2 separate regions of the Mus musculus genome follow, and region 1 is linked to region 2. A link is a contact called in public HiChIP or PLAC-seq data. All regions are on one chromosome and are shown on one strand. The core of a region is the stretch at or near the end of the contact, and the rest is flanking DNA. Distances in the headings are between cores, read along the strand shown.

The links. HiChIP or PLAC-seq counts read pairs in DNA pulled down with a chosen protein or histone mark.
Region 1: a contact with region 2 is called in an H3K27ac HiChIP or PLAC-seq map of double positive thymocytes, with 3 times the contacts expected there. The contact joins two enhancer-like sites. A contact is called at or near these places in 1 of 484 Hi-C or Micro-C datasets (cortical neurons) and 2 of 115 datasets of contacts at active chromatin or transcription factors (bone marrow-derived macrophages and double positive thymocytes).

Annotation. Positions count from the first base shown.
Region 1 is chr10:21,316,913-21,320,520 of GRCm38.p6, forward strand. The region is part of intron 4 of Hbs1l (Hbs1-like (S. cerevisiae)); the gene reads left to right. 4930455C13Rik (RIKEN cDNA 4930455C13 gene) reads right to left here. Exons shown (of 4, transcript NR_045352.1): 4 at 2,176-2,362. Among named protein-coding and RNA genes, the nearest start is that of Hbs1l, 23 kb to the left of the region's middle. Within about 2 kb of position 2,014, at least 16 of the 459 cell types and tissues checked have an H3K27ac peak or open chromatin away from gene starts, as enhancers often do. A contact at or near this core is called in double positive thymocytes, where this site is marked.
Region 2 is chr10:21,074,793-21,078,624 of GRCm38.p6, forward strand. The region is part of intron 23 of Ahi1 (Abelson helper integration site 1); the gene reads left to right. Among named protein-coding and RNA genes, the nearest start is that of Gm20149, 33 kb to the left of the region's middle. Within about 2 kb of position 2,444, at least 124 of the 459 cell types and tissues checked have an H3K27ac peak or open chromatin away from gene starts, as enhancers often do. A contact at or near this core is called in double positive thymocytes, where this site is marked.

The DNA.
Region 1 (3,608 bases), core at 764-3,263, 240 kb after region 2:
TTCCCCCTGTCTGTTAAATAGAGGAGTCTGGGAGTATCTCAAGTTAACACAGCTAGCCAGTCTGATTCGTATCTCTTGTAACTTTCATTTTATTTCTACCCTTCCTCTCTGTGCAGGAGCTTTCTTCCTGATCCTCCTTCTCCATCTTGTTGATTTTGTCTTCTTCTGCATGCTTGAATACGTTGGCTGTATATGTGTGGGGTGCCTGGTTCCTTGCTGAGGTCGGGGAACCATCAGATCTCGAACAAGCCACCATGTGGATGCTGGGAACCAGATCTAGGTCCTCTAGAGGAACAAAAAGTGTTCTTTAGCTGCTGAGACATTTCTCCAGCCCCCTTACTCTAGTTCTAAAAATCTTTTATCCTTTAAGTTCTTCTTAGCTATAGTATCTTTACTATTGTTCATGCTAAAATATAAAATTATTTTCTGGTGGTTGGAGAGAGAGCTCAGCGATTAAGAGCACTGGCTGCTCTTCCAGAGGACTTGGGCTCAATTCCCAGCACCCACATGTCAGCTCACAACTGTCTGTAACTCCTGTTCCAGGGGATGTGACACCCTTGCACAGAAATACATGCAGTCAGATCACCAATGTACATAAAGTGAAAATAAATTAGATCAAAAAGTATTTTCTCATTCATATTCTGCATTCTTTGTCTGCTGTTAAGTTTTCTTTATTTTTCTTAGAGTATCTCCATGTCTCAGCCCCGTTTGAATATTTTTTATTTGAGGAAGAGGGAAATCATTTAGTTTAAAAAAATATATTTAGTTCATATTTTAAATTCTGAAGCCGGGCGTGGTGGTGGACGCCTTTAATACCAACACTCGGGAGGCAGAGGCAGGCGGATTTCTGAGTTCGAGGCCAGCCTGGTCTACAGAGTGAGTTCCAGGACAGCCAGGGCTACACAGAGAAACCCTATCTCAAAAAAACCAAAAAAAAAAAACAAAAAAAAAAAAAAAAAAAAAAATTCTGTATGTGTGTGGGGTTGTATGTACACATGAACACAGCTTCCACGGGAGCCAGCAGATGGCATCAAAATCCCCTGGAGCTGAAGTTACAGGTGGTTTATCCAGTGTGTGTCCTCAGAACAGAACTCACGTCCATGCAGGAGCAGGAGACACACTTAACTGCTGAACCATCCGTCCAGCTGCTGGAAGTTCATACTCTACAGCATCACTGAAGAGTAACGGGGAGTGTGCAAGGCCAAACTCAGGCCGTCTTGTATTCTTGACCTTGCTATATTCTACTCTGGATTCAGGCTCAGCACAGTTTTATAAATACTTCATTTTCTTTCTTTGAGACATAGCTTAAACCTCTTACCTTTAATAGTAATTCGTGTTATTTCTAAAATAGTGTATTAAATGTTATCTTTCTTAATTTTGATAACTCTGTTAACATATATGTTAAAACATGCTGGTAGAAAATGCACATAGCCTAAGAATGGGTCACCCATACAGTTCGTATGAGTGAGTTGTTAAATGAGTGTATGAGAGAAGATTTAAGTCAGCACAACCCGTCAGTTCTCTGATGTGCTCACCTTGTCACCTCTGGGGTGGCTCACACCTTTAATCACAGCACTCTGGAGAGCAGAGGCAGGCTCATCTCTGAATTCTAAGCTAGCCTGGTCTATAGTGAGTTCCATCCAGGACAAGCCAGGACTATACAGAGAGGGACCTCGTCCCCCCCTCCCTCCCCCCAAAAAATCATGTCTCAATAGTGGCTTTATCATGCAGACCCCGTGTTGTGTATCTGTACCAGGTGTGACTGCGGAGATGGTGTTGTTTAAAAGTATCCTTAGACCATGGCTGAGTTATTTCCTACGAGTGCCAAGCTCCTGTCTAAGATCCCTTGCTCCTCCTTGTGCTTCGATCCCTCAGGCTTCAGAGTGGAAGCGAGGGAGTGGTGGGGATGGGCTGCTGGTAGGAGCTGCAGCCTCTCTCCTCTCTCATGGCATCCTGGAAGTGTCCTGTGATTGGTCTGAAGACTTTACAATGAAGGGTTAAGATGAGAGTCTGACTGCTACTCAGTTTATGTGACCTTGCAGTAGTAATGCACTAAAATAGATTTCATTTTACTGCAGTCAGTTCTGGTTTTCTAGGCTGTTAAAATAGGCATAAGTAAGTAACTTCTCTAATTTTCCATTATAAATGTATTTTCTTGGAAAGTTTTCACTAATTGATCCTTTACTGAGTATTTTTATTCAAACAATAAGAAGAATGTATACATCTTGTAAAGATAACTGAGAATGAATTGGCTTTGTGCTTACTGTTATGTGGGAGTTTTTTCAGAGGAAGTGGTTGAATTCAGTGAAGAAGCTTAAGTACTCCGTAATGTTCTCAGAGTCTCTTCATATATACACCTACACTGGAAAAATTGAAGCATGAATTGCTTAATTTAAAAATAATTTACTTTAGATTCTTAAAGCTTTTTTATTTAAAGCATATAAGTTACTTGAATATTACATAGAACTTCCTTTTAATCCTAGTAACTTTGTTTTTAAAATTATCAGGATTAAAATTAGATATATTTACATACAATTATTTCATTCTATGGCAATGATAAGTCTTTCAGTCTTTGAATACATGCTACTTACTACTGAATATTTTAGTGAGGAACACAGTGGAGGGAGAGGAGAGATCAATTCAGTGAAACCAGGTTTCACTACTTCTATTCCTTTCTAGAAAGACTTCAGAGAGAAGTATGCCAGCGTCAGGGTTACAGAGAAAGTCAGAGCTCGGGCTCTCAAAACCCAAAGGGTGGGAAGCCTGGGATGTTTGCTCACTCCTCCTGCGTCTGCCTCACAAATGCTGCAGTTGCAGCCATGTGCCACTCTAGCTAGCTTCCTTAAAACCTTATTTCTAAGATTGTATTTTTAATTATGTATGTGTGCTTGCATGCACACACATGTGTGAATGCAACTTATAGAGGCCAGAAAGAACATCATATCCTCTGATTGGAGTTATAGGCAGGTGTGAGCTACCTTCCTGAAGAGGCTGCCGGGACCTGAACTCAGACCTGAGAGGGCTGTATGTGTGCTTTACCCCTGAGCCCATGTCTCTAGCCCCCTTGAAGAGCTTTGTAGTAGCCCACTGAGGCGGTGTCTGGTGATTTTATTTAACCAAATACACCTGAATTTAAGTTGTTTGTTGTGCAGTCTCAGTTATTTCGTGACAGGTATGATTCTGTTGTGACGCTGAGAGATGAAAGGGGTGGCTGTTGTAAGATGTTTATTAAACTGATTTTACATAGAATTTTGAGTCCTAATAGCATTGCTGAGGCTCTTTAGTAAAGGGTTTCATTTCACACTGATGAGTGTTAATTTGTATGGAAGTTGTACCTGTGAGTGAGCTGCCAGGTGCGGGGACAGATATGTGGCACTTCTTGGGCAGTCATGACACCAGCTGTCAGAGTGCCTGAAAACGGTGGTACCTGGAGCGGTTTGCTGTGCGTTAGCATTGCTTCTGTACCATTTACTGGAGAGGTCGGAATCTGCCTCACAGGCTTCTGGGAGAAGCAAGCTCCCCTGTGATCTTGCGAGCACAGCATCTCACAGGTGGAAAATGCCCAAGCTGAGGCAACCGCTCTTGGTTCTCAGAATCCCCTTTAGTGA
Region 2 (3,832 bases), core at 1,194-3,693:
TACAGAGGGAATGACAAGAAGGTCTGCGAACTGAGAGGTGAGCGCCACCGCAAAGCCCGTCCAGGTGTGGGAAGAGGCCTGGGGTCCCAAGGAAACAAGCCTGACTTATGGTGTAACCTAGACAGTGGGCCGTGCTTACCTCTGAGACAGGCCCTTGGGGACATGGTGGCAGGAGGGCAGGCGTAGGAATGGAGGGAAGCCTGACAGGCACCTTGCTTTCTCAGAAGGCAGAAAGTTACTGAAACAAAATGCTCAGTGGTCCAGCCCTACTGTGCCCACATGCATGCATGTGGGACATGCTGGAAATCAGCTTCCATAACTTTTTTAATTAGGAAAAAAAGTTAATCTACTTGTATAGAAAGACATAGACGAATAATTAAATAATCCTGGGGATGGCTTTGTATACGATCATGATATAAGAATTAGAAAACATTTTAGGTTTTCCTCTAGGTTTTTGATTGTTTTCGCTGTGTCATCGTGATGGCTTGTTTCTTAGGGGACAGGCAGCTCTTGTTTCCTAGACTGGCCACAGACTCAGGCTCAAGCAGTTCTGCCTTCGCTTCTGAGAACCTAAGACTGTGGCTACATGTCACTGTGTCCAGCTAGGAACCATTTTGGTACAGATGTTTAGATTTATGGACTGGAAACGTTAAAAGTGGTGCAGGCAAAATGGCTCAGCAGTTAGAGCCCCTGCTGCCTGTTCCCAGCAGGCACTGCAGCGTACAGCTGTCAGCAACTCCAGTGGCAGGATCAGTGCCTTCTTCTGTCCTCCTTGGATACTACGTGGTGTACATGCATGCATATGTACGTACGCACATACGTATGTACATGCATACAGGCAAAATACTCATACCCATAAAATAAAAATAAATTTGTTTTTTAAAAAAGACCAATAAAGTTTTTAAATAGCAGCTGGGCTAGAAAAGAATGTTACCTAAAGGATTTGTACCTGTAGCGTATAGAATTTTCCTAATGATTTTGTACCTGTAGCATATAGAATTTTCCTAATGATTTTGTACGTGTAGCGTATAGAAAGCTCCAAGAGATCATCAGAGAAAGAAACATCATTTTTTATCACAAAAATGACAGCAAGTTTCAAAATATAGGAAATATAATTTTTATGAGAACACAAGGAAGTGGGTTACACTCATAGATGTATGTCCCTGTGTACAGTCCAGTCGCTCTTCATGGATGCAAGCTTGCTAGTAAGTTTGTTTTTATTTTCATGAAAGAGAGCATGTGAGTGTACGGTTCTCACAATTCTTACATAGCTATGTGTGATGAAGACTGTCACCCCAGTTGCTCATGTTCGAAGCTGGAAGAGTGGTGAGAGCAAGGGGTTCAAAGCTGTTCTGGGCCAACTAGGGAAACTCCATCTCAAAACTAAATATGTCCCTTACTAGACAGCAGGGAAATATTTGAGGACAAGGGAGAGAGTCAGTTAAAAGACTGTGTCTTCAAGTGGATGTCTAAGAGAAAATTTTAATTCAGTCTTTATGAGGAAAGCATTGGTTAAATTATCTCTGACTCAATATGCTGGCTCAGCTGTTTGCCTCTTAGTGGGAGGTTGATGGTTAAGCCCACCTGCGCAGCACAATTGAGACTGTTGTTTCAGTGGATGCTCTTCTAAAAGGAATTTATTAAATTGTGAAACACTTTTTTTTTCACTTTCAGGTTTTATCTTTATTTCTTTTTTTTATATTTTTTATTACATATTTTCCTCAATTACATTTCCAATGCTATCCCAAAAGTCCCCCACACCCTCCCCCCACCACTTCCCTACCCACCCATTCCCATGTTTTTGGCCCTGGCGTTCCCCTGTACTGGGGCATATACAGTTTGCGTGTCCAATGGGCCTCTCTTTGCAGTGATGGCCGACTAAGCCATCTTTTGATAAAATTGTGAAACACTTAAATAATCAATTGTCAGGTACTCATTATTCATTGGACACAGTTTTTGTCATGTTTTTGGCATATTGCATATGAGTGGAAAGATGCGATTGATAAATCTAGAAGGTAGGTATAAATAGTCAGTGCGTGTGGCCCTGAACAGCAGCATCAGCAGGTGTGGGCTCACTGTCTGGATGCTGAGGCTCAGCACGCGCCCCTGAACAGCAGCATCAGCAGGTGTGGGCTCACTGTCTGGGTGCTGAGGCTGTGCTGAGAATTTTTCCTTTGTATCTATTTATTTCCTGATTTTTTTTTCTACTCAACGTTTTCACACTACTTCAGTATTCTCTTCAAAATGAACATAATTTCAAAAGTTCTAACATGATCTATTCTTTCTACACAAGAGCCCGAGGCTCAAGGTCTCCTAACACCCAGTTCCCTAAGCGGGGTGTTCTCCTCTTCCGTGTTGAGAGCTCTGCCTGGATAGCAAGTTCTTGCAGTGCTCGCAGGCCGCCACTGCATGCTGGCATTTCCTGCGTGGGAGCTCAGCACAGAGCCTAACCCGTACCGGGTCCAGTTCCTTCTGACATAAGGCCTGGCCTGCCACTCAGTGTCGCTGCTCTACACACACATCAGGTTTCATATTCACTTTCATGATCTTGCTGTATAGATCCCCCTTTCTCTCTGTCTACGGCCTCTGTCCTGTGTTAGCTGTAGGCCTACTCTGTATGAACAGACCTCAGCGGAGGGGTTTGGACTTGGGCTTGTGTTTCTTGAGAGAATGGGGCTTCCATGACTGTCCCTCTGTCCCTTTCATCCTAACCCTGCCTCCCGCTAACAGGCAGCCTGTATGTTTCTTGCACTGTTCCTTCCTCCTGACGGTCTGAGTCGTTTCCCTCAGAGACTGTCGCTGCTGCTTCAGCTTTCTCTCAGCTTCTCTCAGGGCTTCCGCTCTGGAGTTTCTCCTGCTTCTCTGTTTACTTTTCAAAGCTCAGCCTCCATCTTCTGCACCTGCGGAGTCATCACTGATTCCCAGCTGTGGCCTGTCACCCTTCCCTTTCTTTCTTCCTCCTGTGCCACCACCATGCACCCTCCCCTTCTGTCTGTTGTGTTGTCCTAACCTTTCTTCTCCTCTCTGTGCTCTGCAGGTTTTAGGGTCTCTGTATGATTTGTACCTGCATTTATTTGAACCTCCACTCTTCTCTTTCCCTCTCTTATCCGTCCCTAATTGGGCCAGAAGTGTGACATGATAACAGAAATGACTTTCTGACTCCTCCTGTTACTATAGTATTTTAGCATGTTGTGTCTGTTGCATTTTACACTTAAACCAGTTGCTCTCATGAGTTTCACTTTCTGCGCTTCTGCACATCACAGGAGTTTATCTGTGTAATTGCACTTAACAAATTTAAAATCAGAAAACCTGAACTAACAACAGAATTTTTCCCAACCTTGGATGTAAATTTTTTCTCAGACGGAAAAAAAATAACATAAACACATACTTAAAGTAAGGCCTGTTTTGGAAAACACAAGTGTTTGCCTCCCCGGGAAGGCCAGTGGGCTAGCCTCTGCTCTTGCCTGCCACAGTGTGTCAGCAATTGCTTTTCTCAGAGGTGGTGAGTTGACCTAACCTGCTGCCATTGTCTCAAGGCTATATCTTGTTTCTAAGGATAGTCCAGTGCTCTGGCCTCTCTGGTTAGAGGGGTCCCAGGAGGTTTAAGTCCAGAGTCAACTGTGCCGCTCAAATGGTCAATCCCTCTGTCTGTCACCCACTCGCTATCCGTGTCCACTGTAGATTCTAAGAAAGCAACATCTGTATGTTGGCCCTTGATTTTTAGTAATAATTTAACTTGTTGTATCCCAAGATTCTGTTAGATACATGGTCAGCATGATAGCCAGTGATGATGACAGCCATGGCGGATCAGAAGCACAAAACGCCTTGGCTC